Regions from separate parts of the Sorghum bicolor genome. Here region 2 is linked to region 1. The links are chromatin contacts, called in public HiCAR-type maps. All regions are on one chromosome and are shown on one strand. Each heading gives the region's core, a stretch centred on a gene start, on an enhancer-like site or on the middle of the called end of the contact. The rest is flanking DNA. Distances are from core to core; before and after follow the strand shown. Region 1 holds the start of LOC8084751 (syntaxin-121). Region 2 holds the start of LOC8084755 (L-type lectin-domain containing receptor kinase IX.1).

Region 1 (3,746 bases), core at 202-2,701:
GTTTCATTCAAAATCTATTTTTAAACCGAAGGAAGGCCTTGTTTAGTTGGTGAAAAATTTCAGGTTTGACTATTATAATATTTTCGTTTGTATTTGACAATTATTGTTTAATTATAGACTAATTAGGGTCAAAAGATTCGTTTCATAAATTACAAACAAACTGTGCTATTAGTTATTATTTTTATTTATATTTAATCCTCCATACATGTATCTAAAGATTCGATGTGACGGAAATTTTGCAAAATTTTGGCAAATTTTAAGAAGTAAACAAGGCCGAAGTCTCATTTCATCCGATCTCCGCATCAACCAAACACAAACACTGCCGTTCAAAACTGACAAGATTCACGCAGGTTAATCAGGCCACACAGACGTCAACAGTGACAGTGACCACACCAGAAAACCGCGGGATCCCAAGCCAAAGCGGATTTCACCGCGCGGGCAAGGCCGCGGCGGCGAGCTGCAGCACAAGCTTCGCGGCGCCGCCGCCGCCGCCTCTGCGCACCAGCACCATGGCCACCACGACCGCGACGGCAACGCCGACGAGCAGTAGCGCTACGATTCCGCCGGCCAGGCAGACCCGCCTCCGCCGCGCGGCGCCCTGCAGCCTCCGGGCCTCGCTAAACTCCGCCTCGGCCGCGGCCACGTCGCCCGCGGCCGCGCCCACCTGCCGCTCGATGTCGTCCAGCGGCGCGCCCTGGGCGTCCACGAGGGCGGCCATGTCCAGGAACAGCTGCTGGAGCTCCAGCAGGCCGCGCTCCACCTCCGCCACCTCCTTCGCGGTCTCCTCCTGCTCCTCCGCCCCTGAGGCGGACAGCAGCGCCGCCCGCATCGCCGCGTCGGAGGGATCCTCGGTGCTGCTGGCGAGGAGGCGGTCCAGCTGCTCCTCGGTCGGCGCGTCCCCGGCCACGGCGAGGTACCGGCGGGCCACGTCGCTCCGGCGCTCCGCGGAGACCTGCCGCCGGAGGGCCTGCACGTCCGCGGTGAGGTCGCGCACGCGGCGGCCGAGACCCGCCGCGGCCTGCGCCGCGGGGGCCGGGGCGCGCCGGTCCATGGAGGCGAGGCGCGCGCGGAGCCGCCGCGCGGAACCCAGGAGGCGGACCAGCGCCGCCTGCGTGGCGGCGCGCGCCTCGCCGGAGCCCACCACGGCGTTCTTGGACGCCTCGTGCGCGGATCGGAGGTGGGACAGCTCGTCGCGCAGCGCGGACATCTCGGTCTTTGCCGCGTCCGCCTCGGCCAGGAACGCGCCGAGCTCCGGGCCGTCGCCGCCGGCGGGGGCGGGGGCAGCCGCGGCCGCGCCGCCCTGTTGCGCCTTGGCCGCGGCGGCGACGAAGGAGTCGGTCATGAGGTCGTTCATCGTGGCCGGCCGGCGTCGGAACTGGTTGCGAGGTGGATCTTTCGGTGTGGTCAAATCTCAATCTCAAATGGTCGCCGAGAAAAGCAAGATTTTTTCTGCATTTAATCATGTCGGTGCTTATTGACAGATCTAGCTAGTGCAGTGGCATAGTGGCACGTATCCTTCTTTTCTATTTTATTTTAATCATCAAGAACAATATCTCTCCAACACGGCCTCTCGTTGGAACATCAAAAGAATCACTGCTAGACTATTGAAGGTCATGCAAAGACTTCCATTTCGGTACTCCCATTTCGATGGTGCGTTTAGTTCCCCGTAGAATATAAAATATAAAGTATTTTGAAATGATGAAATATAAAATACTAATTTTTCATGCTTATGTTTAATTTCATCTAAAATACTAAAAATTTTATGGTCCAAATATATAAAGCTGCTCTTTTGGGCTATTGAGGTCAGAATCCATGATGCAGAATGACAATTATTTTATTGAAAATTTTAGATGATGTTTAATTCTATTCTGCAGAATAATGGGTCAAAACCATAGTTTTAAATCTCCTGCTATAACCCTTTGAGGTAAAGTACCGCTATTTGTGTTCATATACAATTTAGCTGCTATATCCCTCCAGCCTGATTTAGCACCACCATTAGCTAGTTTAGAGATACCACTAAACACCTTAGCCCGCTATTTAAAACACTCAAAACCTAATTTTTTTTGGCTCAAATGAAGAACTAATTTAGCCCGCTATTTAAAACACTCAAAACCTAAATTTTTTTTTGGCTCAAATGAAGAACTAAACAGCCCCTCGGGTGAACAAGATACCGAGATCAATGAACACTACATACTCCCATTTTCAGGTGCACAAGATACAGAGATCAATGCCATTGCTGCTACAACAGTTCCATATAAAAAATAAAGTCATTTAGGACAACAACATAGTCTCCAAAGTCTAACTTTAAATCTTTATTTTATAAAAATATTTATCAAAAGAAGGTATATGTATAATTTTATAAAAGTATTTTTCAAGATTCTATTCATATGTTTGGCCTAAAGTTATTTATAAGTTATATTTCTAATGTTTGACCTAAACTTGATCCAAAACAACTTTTTTGTGGGTATAAAGGGAGCACTGCTTCTCAGCACAGGGAGCTACTACCTCTCTGCCCTGTCAAATTAAGGCTCTATCCCATCTCGAATGGGATGATTGTAATCTACTCTGTAAGATGCTGTTAATTTTAACGAATGCCACTTATTAAAAAAAATCATCAAGCTCAATGAGAGCAAATCTTTACACTTTATTGAATAGATTCAAGAAGAGATATATAGGTATATAGCTGATCATACTTCAAATAACACCAACTCTCTCCATTTCAAAATATAAACGTTTTGTCTTTATACACTATCTAGATACATATTAATAGCAATGTACCTAGAAAAACCAAAACATCTTATAATTTGAAAAGACTGGAATACTATTTACCGTAGTAAAAAAAAGTTTAGTACTTGCATCAAATTAGTTCCGATGCATTATCAATTTCTTATTACAATTCAGCGCCTTTGAAATGTCTTAAACTTCTTGTTCATGGGAAATTTATTTTTCTCAAGTAAATGTCTCCGAATTATTGAAAATTGCAACACCTTTTCCCCTTTTGACAAAGTGAATGGTGAAAGCTTGATTAGAAACCTATTTCGGCCTAAGCAAAGAAATTAAATGAACAGGTGCCAAGTGCCAACTTGCTCTAAGATCTGGAGCAAGCATTCTTCAGAATGGATCTGAGGTTTCTTGTCTCAATGGCGACACATTCCTGGTCAAACAGGGCAGAGACCACAGCCACACCTTTCAGATTTGGGAACCCAAGCTCCATTACCGAACCTGCATTTCCAGCATTGATGCCGCCGATGGCCACCACAGGCAGCTTCGAAGCTAAGCAGACGGTCCTCAAGCCCTCGAACCCTAAGGTGGGATTGTTTTTCTTCGTTGTGGTTGGGAAGACACCGCCACAGCCGATGTAATCTGCACCATCCTTCCATGCCTGCTCGGCCTGGTCCAGGGTTTTACATGAGACGCCAATGATTTTTCCAGGTCCTAGGAGCTCTCGTACTTCCCATGCTGGCATGTCTGATTGACCAACATGGACGCCATCTGCGTTGCATGCCAGAGCAACATCTATGCGGTCATTAATCAGTAGCGGCACTCCACTAGACTTGCAGATTTGCACACAAGCCTTGGCAGCTTCCAAGAACTCCCGTGTATCGGCGTCTTTTTCTCTGAACATTGGAAATTCAAAGCATGGTCAGTGAACTCAAATCAAGAGACTTCACAAGAGGAACTTTTGTCGTTTTCAAGAAAGACAACCTTAATTGGACAATGGTAGCGCCACCTTCAATGGCAGCTTT
Region 2 (3,680 bases), core at 418-2,917, 140 kb after region 1:
GCGTGCTACTGGCGGATCGCTACGTGCACCCATACAACAGAGTGAGAGTGAGAAAAGTAGTAGAGCAGAGCAGCAAAGACAAGAGGGTGTACGTACCTCGTCGGCCATGTCAGTGTCACCTCCGTGCTGTAGAGGTGGCCATCGAGGCTGCCATTGCTGACCAGTTCGTAGACCAGCATGAGCCGCCTCCGGCCATGGCACCAGCCGATGAGCTGCACCAGGTTCCGATGCCGCAGCCGGCTGATGACGGTGACCTCGGACCTGTACTCCTTCCTTCCCTCCATGGACGCCCCCCGAGCGAACACCTTGATGGCGACATCCAGGCCGGATTCCTTCAGGTGGCCGCGGTACACCGACCCCGACCCGCCCTGCCCCAGCTTCCCCTCCGCCGCGAACTCCTTCGTCGCCGCCGCCAGTTGCGCGTACGGGATCGGTCGGGGCCCCGTGCTGGACTCGAAGTCCCTATCATCGACCACGTCCAGGGAGTCGTCGTCGTCGCCGTCCGTCGTTAGCTTCTCCTCGTCGTATCGTTGCTTGCCCCTTCTCCTTGAACGCCGGACTAGTAACACCGCCACGGCGACGACGACGAGCAGGAGTACCAGCAAACCAGCGGCGGCCACTCCGGCGCCGAGTTGCAGGGTCGTCGTCGACTTCTTGGTGGTCACAGCGATGGAGGTGCTGTTCTTGGTTGCCAACGTCGAGCGGAACGAGAACGAGAGCACCGTGTGGTTTGCGGCGTGCTCGTCGCCTGTCGCCGCCGAGAAGCCAACCGCGACTTGCTCCGGCAGCAAGCTTCTCAAGTCCACGGTGGCTGCGGACGTGTAAGTGGCGCCGCTTCCGATTCCGACCATCATCAGGGTGACGTCGAGGCTGCGCGTGCCGTTGTCGTAGACGACGGTGGCGAACATCTCGCCGGCGTCGACGAGGCTGCCGTCGGGCAACACCGTGTAGTCGCCGCGGGAGTCGACGTTGTTGACGTCGACGCCGATGTGGTGGCTGCTGGCGTCCCAGATGTCCTTGTGGATGTCGAACTCGACGGCGACGAACCTGGAGTCGCCGGAGGCGTTGAAGCTGGCGTAGCTAGGCGCCTCGCTCTCGTCGAAGAGGCCGAGGCAGCCGTCGTAGGACTCCTGCGGCAGGTCCGGCGTGTACGGTGCGAGGAAGAACGCCATGCCGTGCCCGGCGCTTGCGGCGCCGCCCTTGCCAGGGACGGACTGGATGCTGAAGCTGAAGTTGGCGGTGAAGCTGGCAGCCTCGCCGGTGGTGCTGTCCCAGAGCTGCACCGGCTGCCTGTGCCACGCCCGCCCCCTGGCGCGCCCGGCGAACTCGTCGCCGAGCAGCTCGATCCTGCCATCGAATACGCGTGCGTCGTCCTCCGGCCTGAAGTCATCCGGGTTGAAGAAGGTGTAGCTGAAGGAGAGAGAATTGGCTTGGTAAGGGACATGCAGCAGTGAGAGGGCCAACAAGGAGAAGACGAAGAGAAGGAGAAGCTGCTGATGATGATGAGCTCTGCTGCTTGAGCATGAGCACAAGTTTTTTACAGCCATGGAAGTTAATTATTTGGGTGTGTTCGTCAAATTCGGTGATTATTGGACTGTCACAACAATATAATGGCATACTCACACAGTTGTGTGTGAGATACGTCGATCAATCATGCCTCATATATACTCAAATTAAATTTATAGAACTGAAGGTTGTCAAGTAGGTCCCATGCTTCGGGACGGTCCACACACAAGTTGCTAGCTAGTCAGATTTTTTATGAGCATGATGTCGACTAAATCTATTACACAGAGTATTTTTTGCGTAATGTTTTTAACATATAAATCTTAGAAACTATCTGAATAATCAGAGACCGCGCGCCACCTCCGGGATGGATCAAAATTAATGTTGAATGGTTCCTTTGTTTTGTAGACAGGCCAGACCGGGCCATCGTTTGAAGGCCCGTGGAAGGCTATACAAAGATGGCTAAGGCCTGGTTTAGTTCGTGAAAAAAAATAGATACAGTAGCATATTTATAATTATAGCAATTAGTATATAATTATAAATTAATTAGATTTAAAAGATTCGTCTCAAGAAATACATGTAAATTATACAATTAATTATTTTGGTGTCCAAATATTTGATGTGGTGACGAAAAGTTTGAGTGGAAACTAAACAAGACGTAACTCAAATCATCATTCAACCGGACTGTGCCCGTATTTATTTGGCAATGATAAGCGAAATTAGAGACAAGTTGAAGCAGGCTTCATCATAGAGGAGGCAAAAGGTCTCACGTATCTACTCTATGAATGGAAGATCTCCCAAGTGAAGAGAGAGAGTAATGAAGTACTCCTTCTATTTTTAAATAGAGTGCGTTGCAACGGAAATAAATTAATACCGAACATAAACTCTTCATATTGCCTGAACAACACTCCTTATGCAACTCCCACTCCAAAAAGCATCCGAGAGACTACGGTAACAAAAGCATTGTCATAAGCCAGCATCCTAATCATCTAGCTTCTACAATTCATTGTGCACATCTGCTAGAGGTGGCTTTCTTCTCCATGTAAAACCTTTCTAAGCAGAAGTCTGGGCAATTTGATCCATGTTCAGTCTATAACGAAGTGAGGAGAACAAGCACATTGTACACCCATCTTTATACCAATCCAATTACTACACCAAATTTTCTACTTCTACTGACAATTCTTATCATTGGCAAGTTAAGGATGCCTTTGTCTAAGAAGCAATCAACAATTCATACAGCTGCCAATTTCAGTGATTGTTAAGGGGAAGAAAGATCATGATTGGCATGGCACCAATGTTAAATTTATCAATTAATGAGAACACTTCATCTGTGCGCAAGTAATCAAAACACTTCCTGATATGCATTTTGTTGCTCCCTTAGGAGCTGGCGTTGATCCTGGTTCAGAAGCATTGTCGGCCAGATTCAATCCCTCTGTGAAGTCGTTGCAGAGGCACCATATGCTAAGACGATAAGATGCTTGTGCTGCTTGCTGCTGGTCATCTGCAGAGGCACCATATGCTGCATCCGTGAACACATTGCCATTAGCAATAAGACAATAAGATGCTTGTGCTGCTTGTTGCTGGTCTGCCCTTGCACGACAAACCTGCATCTGTCCATGAACACATGCACATCCACCATGATCCTAATGAACCAACAAAGATCATGTCCTTCTCGATGGTTCTGCTTTTCTTAGGAATTTTAAACCCATATCAATAGGAGCTAAGAAAATCACGAAAACAGATGTTGAAAGCTTAAAAAAACTGTCACGGTTCGCAATCAAGTGTTGATAATGTAGTTTACAAAGCACACACAATGATTCATAGTTTCATTATGATTTATTTCAGGCATTCATATATTAAGTAACAAAGGAATAAGGGCAAATTTTCTAAAATACATGTTTGCCCAGCCTGCCAAATATCGGCACAACATGAGCTCAGCTGCTCTTCACTGCCCACAAAGTCAGCACCTAGCAGCAATCTGCAATGCAGAGACCAAACCCACTTACTTCTCACGATAACGATCAGGGTGCTTGTATCAAAATCACGAAAAAATAAATAAAAATATTCTGAATCAAACAAAGTTCTTTAAAAAAACCCGTGGAGCCAGCTCTCCAGTAAAATTTATTAAAAAAAAAAAGAACCAAGACACCTTTACAGCAAGGTTAGGCAAAAACTAA

The links. HiCAR-type assays count read pairs that join an accessible place to other places.
Region 2: a HiCAR-type map of leaf shows a contact between it and region 1, with 5 times the contacts expected there. The contact joins the promoter of LOC8084755 here to the promoter of LOC8084751 in region 1. A contact is called at or near these places in 2 of 4 Hi-C or Micro-C datasets (leaf and leaf mesophyll) and 1 of 1 datasets of contacts at active chromatin or transcription factors (leaf).

What each region holds. Positions count from the first base shown.
Region 1 is chr8:7,573,559-7,577,304 of Sorghum_bicolor_NCBIv3, forward strand. It overlaps LOC8084751 (syntaxin-121), which reads right to left and starts at 1,452. Exons shown (of 1, transcript XM_021465959.1): 1 at 428-1,452. The coding sequence starts at 1,354. The coding sequence ends at 428. LOC8084752 (probable thiamine biosynthetic bifunctional enzyme, chloroplastic) reads right to left here. Exons shown (of 9, transcript XM_002442925.2): 8 at 3,706-3,746; 9 at 2,691-3,617. The coding sequence ends at 3,089.
Region 2 is chr8:7,710,824-7,714,503 of Sorghum_bicolor_NCBIv3, forward strand. LOC8084755 (L-type lectin-domain containing receptor kinase IX.1) reads right to left here and starts at 1,668. Exons shown (of 2, transcript XM_021445595.1): 1 at 97-1,668. The coding sequence starts at 1,547.